2 separate regions of the Sus scrofa genome follow, and region 2 is linked to region 1. The links are chromatin contacts, called in public promoter capture Hi-C maps. All regions are on one chromosome and are shown on one strand. Each heading gives the region's core, a stretch centred on a gene start, on an enhancer-like site or on the middle of the called end of the contact. The rest is flanking DNA. Distances are from core to core; before and after follow the strand shown. Region 1 holds the start of FTSJ1 (FtsJ RNA methyltransferase homolog 1 (E. coli)). Region 2 holds the start of EBP (emopamil binding protein (sterol isomerase)).

What was found. Promoter capture Hi-C pulls out the DNA fragments that hold promoters and counts their contacts.
Region 2: a promoter capture Hi-C map of liver shows a contact between it and region 1, with 2.3 times the contacts expected there. The contact joins the promoter of EBP here to the promoter of FTSJ1 in region 1. A contact is called at or near these places in 1 of 5 promoter capture datasets (liver), 4 of 47 Hi-C or Micro-C datasets (embryonic fibroblasts, heart right ventricle, liver and 1 more) and 1 of 2 datasets of contacts at active chromatin or transcription factors (alveolar macrophages).

The regions. Positions count from the first base shown.
Region 1 is chrX:42,607,000-42,612,588 of Sscrofa11.1, reverse strand. FTSJ1 (FtsJ RNA methyltransferase homolog 1 (E. coli)) reads right to left here and starts at 2,765. Exons shown (of 13, transcript NM_001184755.1): 1 at 2,549-2,765; 2 at 558-716; 3 at 209-278; 4 at 19-109. The coding sequence starts at 678.
Region 2 is chrX:42,668,570-42,674,158 of Sscrofa11.1, reverse strand. EBP (emopamil binding protein (sterol isomerase)) reads right to left here and starts at 2,100. Exons shown (of 4, transcript NM_001167646.1): 1 at 1,800-2,100. The coding sequence starts at 2,100. It overlaps PORCN (protein-serine O-palmitoleoyltransferase porcupine), which reads right to left. Exons shown (of 14, transcript XM_013990893.2): 14 at 4,633-5,083. The coding sequence ends at 4,982.

The DNA.
Region 1 (5,589 bases), core at 1,516-4,015:
CCCCAGCCATGCTCTCACCTGGGTGATATCCCCTTGGATCTGTAACACACCTGGCAGTGGAGCCATAGCCTGAAGGTCCACAGCCACCACGTGGCCGGACCCCTGGCCCCTGTGGACAACACAGTCCCACGTCAGCCTAGTTTTCACTCCTGGCCCACCCTTCCCCTAGCCTGTCCTCCGGCCCCCTCATCTGGGACTCCACACTCACCCAATCTTCTGGCTCAGCACCTGGCTCCAGCTGCCCGGGGCCGCGCACAGGTCAACTGCCCGCGTCACGCCTGAGCACACACAGGAAGGTGGAGTGGGCAGCCGCACCCACCTCTCCAACCTGCCACCCTGTGAGGTTCGCTCCTTTCCCCGCCCTGGGGAGCACTCACATCTATCGGCTGCCCAGATGCCCAGCTCCTTTGGAAGACCCACCCATCGTCCTGCTGGGCCCCTGCCCCAGAGACCCTCCAGGTCAGCCCACTTACCAAAGGGAGCGCTGGAGGCCTAGCCCACTTGTCTAGTCCCTTCGCCCGCCCCATCCCCCAGTGACTCGCCCGCCAAGTGGGGACCTTGGAAGAGCTGGAATTCCTCGTCAAGTTGTAGCAGTTTGAAGGCACTGCGGGCACGCCAGCCATTCTCCTTGGCTAGGCGGTAGTAGACATCCCGCTTGTCCTTCGACGTCCGTCCCATCTCACACACTGGTTGCCCGGGGACCTGCCAACAGTAAGCTGACGCCGCCCTGTATCAGTAACTGGGTGAGTGGGCCACCACCGACCTCTGTAGGGCAGCAAGGACCACATAAACGAAACCAGGCTCGGAGTTCCCTGCGTGGCGCAGGCGGTTAATGAACCCCACGAGGATTCATGAGGATGCAGGTAAGGTCCCTGGCCTTGCCCTGCGGGTTAAGGATCTGGCGTTGCTATGAGCTGTGGTGTAGGTCACAGATGTGGCTCGGATCCTATGTTGCTGGGGCTGGGGTGCAGGCCGGCATCTGTAGCTCTGATTTGACCCCTAACCTGGGAACTTCCTTAAGCTGTGGGTGCAGCCCTAAAAAGCAACAAAAACAAAAACAAACAAACAAAAAACCACTAAACCAGGCTCCTCTGACCCACGTGACAGCTCCCTCAGCAGGTGGGAAAGCTGCAGCCTTCCGAACTTCCAGATCCCACTGAATGCACAGCCTGAAGGACCCCGCCACTGAGCTCTCAGGCTCCATCGCTCACCCCACAGATACCCCAAAAAATCCCACAAGAGATGACCTATTACTGACCCTGTTGCCCTGCCACTGCTGTCACTCACACACCACAAATTAAACCCTGCAACTCTCACTATCGACCCTTCTTTGCCCACCTGATCCTCAATAACATCTCACAGTCTCTCTGGCTGTCCTCACTGCCCCTAGAGTCCCAGAGCCCTACGAGCCCCCATTCATCCCTTGCTTTCACCCCTGTTATCCTCATACTACCTCACTGCGCCCCCCCCATTTCCTTAATCTCTCTCCTGAAATGATTATGTCCTCAATAATTCCTTTATCACGACCTCCATATCGCGCCCCCCCCCATTAATGTCTGGAGGACCATGGCCTATTAGTTCCCCATTAAGCCCTCAATTACTATGATTTCTCAGCCCCCATTCACTTGGTCCTCCCACTGATCCTTCACAGCCTCTAGCAACTGTCATTACCACACTCACATTAAGCCCTGATCATACATAAGCCTCCCATTCTCTCCTCACTGCCCACCTTTCCATGCCCCCCTAATGATCACTTGATGAGGACACCCAACGACTTACTCTTAGCTATTACGCTCTCTTTGCTCACTCTGTTCCCATTAATTCCTCAATGACCATGCCATGATCACCCACTAAAATCTTTTGATTACAACACTCCTTTGGCCTCTTATTCTCTCTTCTTTGATCACAACTCCCATTAGCTCCTTGATCATGACCCTCATTGGCCTCTATTATTCCCTCCCCGGCCTCATAGTAATTGAATTGTCCTTCCAATTACTATGCCCCATCGCTTTTCATTAATCCTCTGAATATGCTACCTCCGTCAGTCCCTCAGGGATCACACTTCTACCTGCTTCCCATTATCCTCAAGGTGCCCCTGTACTATCCTCCCATGAATTAATGAATGCATCCCCACTGGCCCCCATGATCACATCGACTAAAACACGTCTATCAGCCCCCAGTGATTCCCCAATAACACACCCTCGCAGCCCACCCAACCCTGACACCCACCCATCAACGGCCCTCGGGCTACACCTCCCGGCCCCTCCTCCGCATTACCTCAAAGCCCAAGTCCCCACTGGGACTACAAGACCCCTTTCAAGGCGGCTCCACCGGTATTTGGACCCCTGCCCGCCCCCAGCCCGCCCCGCCTGAGTGGGTCCCCTTATCCAAACCTTGGGTCTGGAGCCTCCCCGGTGCCAGCTTCCCGGACTACGCAGCGGCAGCGCCGCCGAGAGCGAACTTCCCCCCTTCCCTCACCGGCCGGACAGCGCAGGCGTGCCTCAACCGTCTCGGCCGGGACCCAAGTCCTCCGCCCCCCAGGGCCTACCTTAAACTTTCTACGTAGGGAAAAGCCGGACGAAGGAGGCCGGTCCGCGAGCAGCCCGAGCTTGCGCGAGAGCGCAAACCGGTGAGAAATCCAAGGGCTTCAGTTTGGGTTCTTAGTTGGTCCGGACGTCTCTCGCGCATGCCTAAGGGCGACCGGAGCGTGGCAAGACTGTCATCGCGGAACGCGGAGGGTCGCGCGAAGCCAGGGCCGGACCTGAACTTACCACGTGAATTCCGTCATCTCGCGCCGACGTAGCCGGTCTGGCGAACTGCCGTTCCCAGCATGCAATGGGCGCGAGCAAAGCCGCCGAAGTCGCGCGCGGCGTGGCCGAAACGTCGCGAGGAGGGGGAACGGTTCTTTTGTTCCAAGGCGAAAATTAACGTACTCTCCGCCCCTCCCTTCTTGGGAGATGGCGGTCCTCGGGCCTTTGGACTACATTTCCCAAGATGCAACGCGCACGCCGGCACCTATTCCCTTTTCGCCTGCCTGGAGGTATAATTACCGCCAGGGTCGAGAAGTAGAGAGGAAGGCAAGTGCGTTAATTAAGTGCGCGAGCGCGGTGAGGCTGCTCCCCTGCAATTTCAAATCCCACTTCCTCTCACTAATAGCGCCCCCTGACTGTTACCGTCTCAGGACTTCGGTTTCTCCATTTGTAAAATAGGGATAATAAATAGTACAGACTCCGCAGAGAGTTACTGGGAGATCTAAATAGGTGTAGTGCAGCACGCTGTCCTTCTTTGTAATTCTGTGTTCTTCAAACACTTTTAAGTCAGACCTAGAAAAAAAGACTGCATCGCGACCCAGTGCACAAGCAAATATAGTAATGGAAACATTTATTATAGAGTTTCCCATGTGCCAGGCACTCTTCTGAGTGCTTTCGGTGGTGTGCTGGTAAATGGTTAACAATCAGCTCTTTAGGTGGAGAGGGAGAGGAAGCCCCGATCTCTAACATTTGCCAGTTTCCATGGTTTTACATACTATCATCTTGTCAAATTTCAACTTACCAAGGTGTAGTCACGGAACCCAGGGTCTGGAAGAGCTGCAGTGGTGCACCACTGTGTATTATTTCTACCATACAGTTAAAAATGGGGTAAATGACCTCGGGAGCACAGACATCATGAAATACAGTAAAATAATAACGAGGAAGTGGTGAACTTTGAGTATCACCTTTTTAAAATCGAATTTATTTAATTGTGAGTTTATGTCACTTCATTTGAAATACTAGCTGTGTTTAACGACCAGTTTGCAGAATTCCTGAAAACGGAACAGGCAGCTCTGCAAACTTATAGGTACCAGTAGGTTCCAGTGCACGACTGAACCCTTTCCATTAACATAATCCTTCCCTTGCAACCTCCATTATGAGATGACTACTGCAATTATAACCAGTTTCCAGATGAGGAAGAGGAGATAAAGGAGGATATATATGTATTTATATTATTATCTTAGCTATATAAACATACATCCCATTTATTATGTGATAATATAAAAATATAGTGATGTTTAATATTTACTAGTATATGTTATATATTAGTAAACAAATATCCCATTATATGTAAACATAAGGAAATGGATAATATAGTTATGCATTTTGTATTGTGTATGTATAAAATACACACATCATCTTATATAAATGTATATGATGGAGTTCCCATCGTGGCGCAGTGGTTAACGAATCCGACTAGGAACCATGAGGTTGTGGGTTCGATCCCTGGCCTTGCTCAGTGGGTTAAGAATCCGGCGTTGCTGTGAGCTGTGGCGTAGGTCACAGATCCAGCTCGGATCCCGGTTGCTGTGGCTCTGGCGTAGGCCGGTGGCTACAGCTCTGATTGGACCCCTAGCCTGGGAACCTCCATATGCCACAGGAGCGGCCCTAGAAAAGGCAAAAAGATAAAAAAAAAATGTATATGCTGATATATATAGATGTGTGTGTGTAACTGCCAGTATCTATATACATGTGCTTACTAAAAAACTGTGCTGGGAGTTCCCTTTGTGGCGCAGTGGAAACGAATCCCACTAGTATCCATGAGGATGTGGCTTTGACCCCTGGTCTCCAGTGGGTTAAAGATCCCGAGTTGCTGTGGCTGTGGTGGAGGCCGGCAGCGTCAGCTCTGATGCGACCCCTAGGCTGGGAACTTCCATATGCCGTGGCTGCGGCCCTAAAAAGCAAAACAAACACACAAACAAAAAGTACTAAATATAAATATACTATTAAGCATATAAATATATAATTTTATGGCAGGTGGTGATAAAAACTATGAAGAATAATAACATAGAGTGAAAGGAATGGAGAGCAGCAGGGCTTGAATTGCTGTTTTAGACGTGGAGTCAGGCAAGTCTTTCTGACGAGGTGACATTTTATTTTTTTCCTTTTTAGGGCTGCACTGGGGGCATATGGAAGTTCCCAGGCTAGGGATCGAATCGGAGCTACAGCTGCTGGCCTACACCACAGCCACAGCAACGCAGGGTCTGAGCCGCGTCTTCGACCTACGCCACAGCTCACGGCCACACGCCGGATCCTTAACCCACTGAGCAAGGCCAGGGATGGAACCTCTTCCTCATGGACACTAGTTCCGCAATGGGGGAACGCCTAAAGAGGTGACATTTGAGCTGAGACTCGAAGAAGAGCACAGCCTAGAAATATTTGGAGGAAGAGCAGTCCAGGCAGAGGGAACACCAAGTGCACAGACCCCGGAGTGGGAATGAGCTTGGCAAGTATTCAAAGAACTGAACGATCGATTCATCATTCCTTAGAAATGTGAGCTGCGCCAGGCAGGGGTTTCTGTTGTTTTGTTCACTGCTGCCTCCCTGGCGCCTAGAATAGGGCCCGGCACACAGTTGGTGTTCAATACATGTTTGCTGAATTCGTTGTTTTGTTGCTTTGTTCCTTCACTCTTCCCCTAGTGATGTGCTCTGCATTTATGCGGGGCCCTGGGAGGAGGGGTAGACAGATGCGCAGAGACCCCGGAGAGCCAGGGAGGAAGCGGAGCTTGTCCGAGGAGTTCAAGGGTGTTGTGGGGGCAGGGTGGGTGGGAACATGGCTC
Region 2 (5,589 bases), core at 851-3,350, 62 kb before region 1:
GAAGAGAACTCCCTTTTTTTTTTTTTTTTTTTTTATTCGGCCGTTCTTGAAGACAGTTTGGCAGTTTTTCATAAAGTCAAGCACATTCACCATGTGACCCAGCCATTCCATGCCTCCATATTTACCCAAGAGAAATGAAAGAAGATGTCCACAGAGAGACTTGTAGAATGTTCTAGCAGATTCATTCATGAAGTCAAAAAGGAGTAGTGTTTGTAACAGCCAAAGATGGGGGGAGATGCCTATCAATCCTGAAAAAGTCAAATTAATTCTGTCATAGTTATGCTTTCAAAGCTCTTTATGAATTTGAGTGGCATTTTAAAAAAGCAAAGTTCAAAAGTGTATCTAGTGAAGTTTCCATTGTGGCTCAGTGGGGCACGAACCCGACATAGTAACCATGAGGATGCAAGTTCCATCCCTGGCCTCGCTCAGTGGGTTAAGGATCCAACAGTGCCACAAGCTGCGGTATAGGTTGCAAATGCGCACAGTGCTGCTGTGGCTATGGCGTAGGGCTGGCGGTTGCAGCTCTGTTTTGACCCCTAGCCTGGCAACTTCCATGTGCCTTGAGTACGGCCCTACAAAAAGGGGAAAAAGAAAAAGATGTGTATATAGCATGTTATCATTTACAAAAAGGAGAAAAATAAAAATGATGAAGACAAGGAGTTCCCGTCATGGTACAGCAGAAATGAATCTGACTAGGAACCCTGAGGTTACGGGTTTGATCCTTGGCTTCGCTCAGTGGGTTAAGGATCTGGTGTTGTCGTGAGCTGTGGTGTAGGTCGAAGACGTGGCTTGGATTCTGTGTTGCTGTGGCTGTGATGTAGGCTGGCAGCTGTACCTCTGATTTGAACCCTAGACTGGGAACCTCCATATGCCACAAGAGTGGCCCTAAAAAAAAAAAAAAAAGTAAAGATATAGTTATAAGGTATCTACTACCTGCCAAACCCTGTTCTAAGTGTCTTACGTGTATTTGGATATTACAATTCTCCCTCTTTTTTTTTTTGCTATTTCTTGGGCTGCTCCCACGGCATATGGAGGTTCCCAGGCTAGGGGTCGAATCGGAGCTGTAGCCGCCGGCCTACGCCAGAGCCACAGCAACGCAGGATCCGAGCTGCATCTGCAACCTACACCACAGCTCACGGCAACGCTGGATCGCTAACCCACTGAGCAAGGGCAGGGATCGAACCCGAAACCTCATGGTTCCTAGTCGGATTTGTTAGCCACTGCGCCACGACGGGAACTCCACAATTCTCCCTCTTTTACAGTTGAGCAAACTGAGGTTTATGTGTGTGAAATATAAGCAATTACTGGGGGCAACTTGGTAGATAGAAGGTAGATAGATTTTCACTGCATATTTCTTTAAATGGGTCCAAATCGCTTTGGATCCATGTGAATATATATGCGACAAAAAAGTTAAATACATTTTAAAAATATATTAATGGGGAGTTCCCGTCGTGGCGCAGTGGTTAACAAATCCGACTAGGAACCATGAGGTTGCAGGTTCAATCCCTGGCCTAGCTCAGTGGGTTAAGGACGCGGCGTTGCCGTGAGCTGTGGTGTAGGTCGCAGACAAGGCTCAGATCCCACGATGCTGTGGCTCTGGTGTAGGCCGGCAGCTACAGCTCCGATTCGACCCCTAGCCTGGGAACCTCCATGTGCCATGAGAGCAGCCCTAGAAAAGGCAAAAAGACCAAAAAAAAAATTTAATTAATGGGAAAAGTGTCAGTGGGTGGGTGACCATCTAAGCCAATCTCTGCCCAGGAAATTCCCTCCCACAGCACGCTGAAGAACTTAGGACTCACAGAGTTGAGATAAGAAGGCTTGGTCTCCAAGAAGCTCCTCGTGGTAGAGACAGAACCAGCCCTCAATCACCAAGTGAACGAACCCACAGACTGCAAACCAGCACAAGGACAGTCTCCGCCAAGTGCTCAGTGGGACGACCGCAGCACGACCTGACAACAGCCAGGTAGTGACGACTAAGACTCCAGAGGCGGAGAAGAGGCCAGCCAGGATATGCCAAGTGGGGCAGTCATTAGGCACAAAGTTGTCCAGCCTCAGGTGCCGAGGCCAGTATGGATGCATGGGGCTGGCGTTGGTGGTCATGTCTTTGTCGGCTGACAGCTGTGGGCTGTGTATGGATATGTAGAAAGGAGAACAAAGAAAGAGGAAAAACCTGGGAAAAAAAAAACAAAGGGAAAGCACAGAATGAGATCATAAAATCAAATCTAGGAGTTCCCCCTCTGGCTCAGCGGTAATGAACCCGTCTAGTATCCATGAGGACGTGGGTTTGATCCCTGGCCCGGCTCGGTGGGTTAAGGATCCAACGTTGCTGTGAACTGTGGTGTAGATTGCAGATGCAGCTCAGACTCCGCATTGCTGTGGCTGTGGCACAGGCTGACAGCTACAGCTCCAATTCAACCCCTAGCCTGGGAAATTCCATATGAGGCCAGTGCTGCCCTAAAAAGACACACACACGCACACAAGCACACGCACACACACAAAATCAATCTGTTATGATAAGAAATGTAAATGGACTCAATTAATTATACGCTGTTTTAAAAACATGACTGGAAGACCACGCAAAGTCTGAAAGTTTGTTCCAGCCCTCCGGAAGCCATATGTGGTGGACACAGGAACCAGAACAGGTCCCAGCCCTCACTGGTTACAGTCTGCAGGGGAAGACAGGAACCAGGTCTAGTCTGCCCTCATTGGTCACAGTCTGGTGAGCAGACACAAGAATCAGACTAGATCCTAGCCCTCATTGGTCACGCTCTGGTGGGGAGAGACACAGGAACCAGGCTTGGTCCACGCTTTTAGAGGTCACAGACGGCTGGGGGAGACAAAGGAGCCAGGCCTGGTTCCAGCCCTCAAGGGTCACAGTCTGCTGGGGGAGACACAACGACCAGGTTAGGTCCCACTGCAGGGGTCTCTGTCTTGCATCATTCAATGGACAGCTATTACCCTCCCCATAGTTCTGACAACTGCAGGACAGAAGAGAGAAAACTAATCAGAAATACTACCCTCAGGTTCAGTGTGTGGGATTGCCCGATCCCTCCTGAAAGAGTGCAACCCGCAGCCAACCTGCAAGAAAGAGGAACGTGGAGGACAGGATCCCAGCTTGGGGCGCTAAAAAGGAAAAGGAGGGTCAAAGACAGAGACCACCAATCAAAACCAGAATCCTCTACTCCAGCTGCCCAATGAGAAGGTGGATCTTCTGTCGTCCGGACAACAGCGCGGTAGCCGGGGATCCTGCGCAAGCGCGTGGGAGGGCGGGGAGGCACGGCGTGGGTTGGCAGGCGGGTGGCGGAGAGAAAGGGTCTCGCGCAGGCGCGCCGAGGGTCGGTCATTTGGCAATTAAGAGCTAGGGGATGGAGTGGCAGTCCTGGCGGAGAGGACTCACCCAGCAGCGCGGTTGCGGCGGCTTCTCCCACAGCCTCCCAGGTCTCTCTAGGCTAGCTCGCAGGGTCCGAGAGAGCCGTGATTCTTACCCATCCCTTCACGGTTTCCTCGCCTTATGGAGTTGGCCAATGGAGAGGCTCGCAAGGCGGCCAGTGCTGCTCCCAACCAGTAGGAATTCTCTGTGTGCCTCCGACCCCGCCCTCATGTGTGGTGCCATTTTCTCTATTGGTTGAGACCCAGTCAGGAGTGGGAGAGGCGGGGAGGGCCAAGGTTGGTGGGCGTTTTAGGGCGGAAGCCAATCTGCGGCGAGTCTCGTCTTCAATTTCCCTATCCGCTTATCAATCCCATCGGAAATCGAGTGTTTATCCTCCCCCCAATCTTCTGTTGAATCAGCATTGCATTGTGTCCTCTCACCTTTGCCCTCGTTTTCAAAGGCGGAGCAATCAGATCTTTTTCCTAGACCAAACTTCCATCGTAATCCTGGAATGCAGCAGGCAGATCACAATCTATACACTGCTCCTCAGCCCTATAGCCATTTGCACCTCTCCCCATTTCAAGTCAGAACAACCAATCAAAACCCAGGCCCCTCAGCCTTGCTGGCCAATGGGCATGGAGACTCTCAGTCTCCCTGTGCCAACTCTAAAGAGCCAATCCCGGAGTTCCCTGTTGTGGAGTAGTGGAAAGGAATGCGACTAGTATCCATGAGGATGCGGGTTCGATCCCTGGCCTTGTTCAGTGGCTCGTGGGTTGGGGATCAGGCGTCGCCGGTCAGCTGTGGTGTTGATCGCAGACACAGCTCGGATCCCTAAAGAGCCAATCCCTACTCTCTAACTCTAAGCCAGCAGGCACCCAGACTGCTCAGTCAGTATCCAGACCCAACCCAGGCCTCCTATCCGATTAGAACACACACACCTCAGTCCTAAGGACCAAAAAGCATAACCTCTTCATCCCTCTTGCTTTCCCTCCTCTGTCCAGTCAGAGCAACCAATCAGAATGGCGATCCCTATTTTTCAAGCCAATTGGCTCCCACCCCATCCAAGAATCTAGTCTGTCCTGGCCCCACTGGAACCGGGCAGTGGTATTCTCAGGCTCATCATCCAATCATGATAATAAATTAACCAGGAACCAATCACAGTGTGCTCCCTCTTCAGGGTTCCTAGGTACCAAAATTCTATCCATGCTGTGCCTCCTTCCTCACTCACTCTTATTTCCCAATGAGCAGTGAAAAAAAAGAGGTTTTTGTATATTTCCTACTTTTATTTGATAATAACAAACTGCATATAAAAAGGGATAAGGAAGGCGGGGAGGCCCTGGATCTCCCCCTCTCTGCTTCCCCAAGCATCCTCCACCCCTAAGCCCCAGCAGGGACTACACTCCCTTCCCGCCTTGTGGTGGGGTGGGGATTGGCAGGCATGGAAATGCTGTGTGTGTGTGTGTGTGTGTGTGTGTGTGTGTGTGTAGGTGTTGAGGGGGTCAAGGATGGAGAGAGGGTCAGAATTAGAGAGAGGGCCTTCCCTCATTCCCCATCAGAGCTGGCACCCTGAGGAGGGGTCTTGAGGGAGCTGCGAAGGTCCACAGCTGTGCCTCAGCCTATGAGACGATAGAAGATCCAGCATCCAAAAGTGACCCAGTGACTGGCCCAGCTGAGCTCTGACCATTTGTGGATAGTGTATGCCATGCCATAGCCCTGTGGGAGAGAAAGAGGTGACAGTTGGTCCCATCCAGCGAGAACAAAGAAGGTCTCAGGAAAACCCATCCTTTGCCCAAGGACATTTCAGTGACTCCACTGCTACCCTAAATGAGGTCCCAGAGAAGACACTGGCTACATATGAAAGGTAAGCAGACTCAGGGTTTGGTTTTTTTCTGTTTTCTTCTCCTTTCAAAATTTAAAAAACAAGACAAGGCAATCCCACTCTCTGATTTCTACTCTTCCTTACATATAAAGAGCTCCTAGAAACTGATTTTTTCCCTATTTTTTTTTTTTATGGCCACATACAAGGCATATGGAAGTTCCCAGACTAGGGGTTGAATTGAAGCTGGAGCTGTCTACACTACAGCCACAGCAACGCCAGATCTGCGCCGCATCTGTGACCTACACCACAGCTCACGACAACGCCAGATCCTTAACCCACTGAGCGAGGCCAGAGATTGAACCTGCAACTTCATGGTTCCTACTCGGATTCGTTTCCCCTG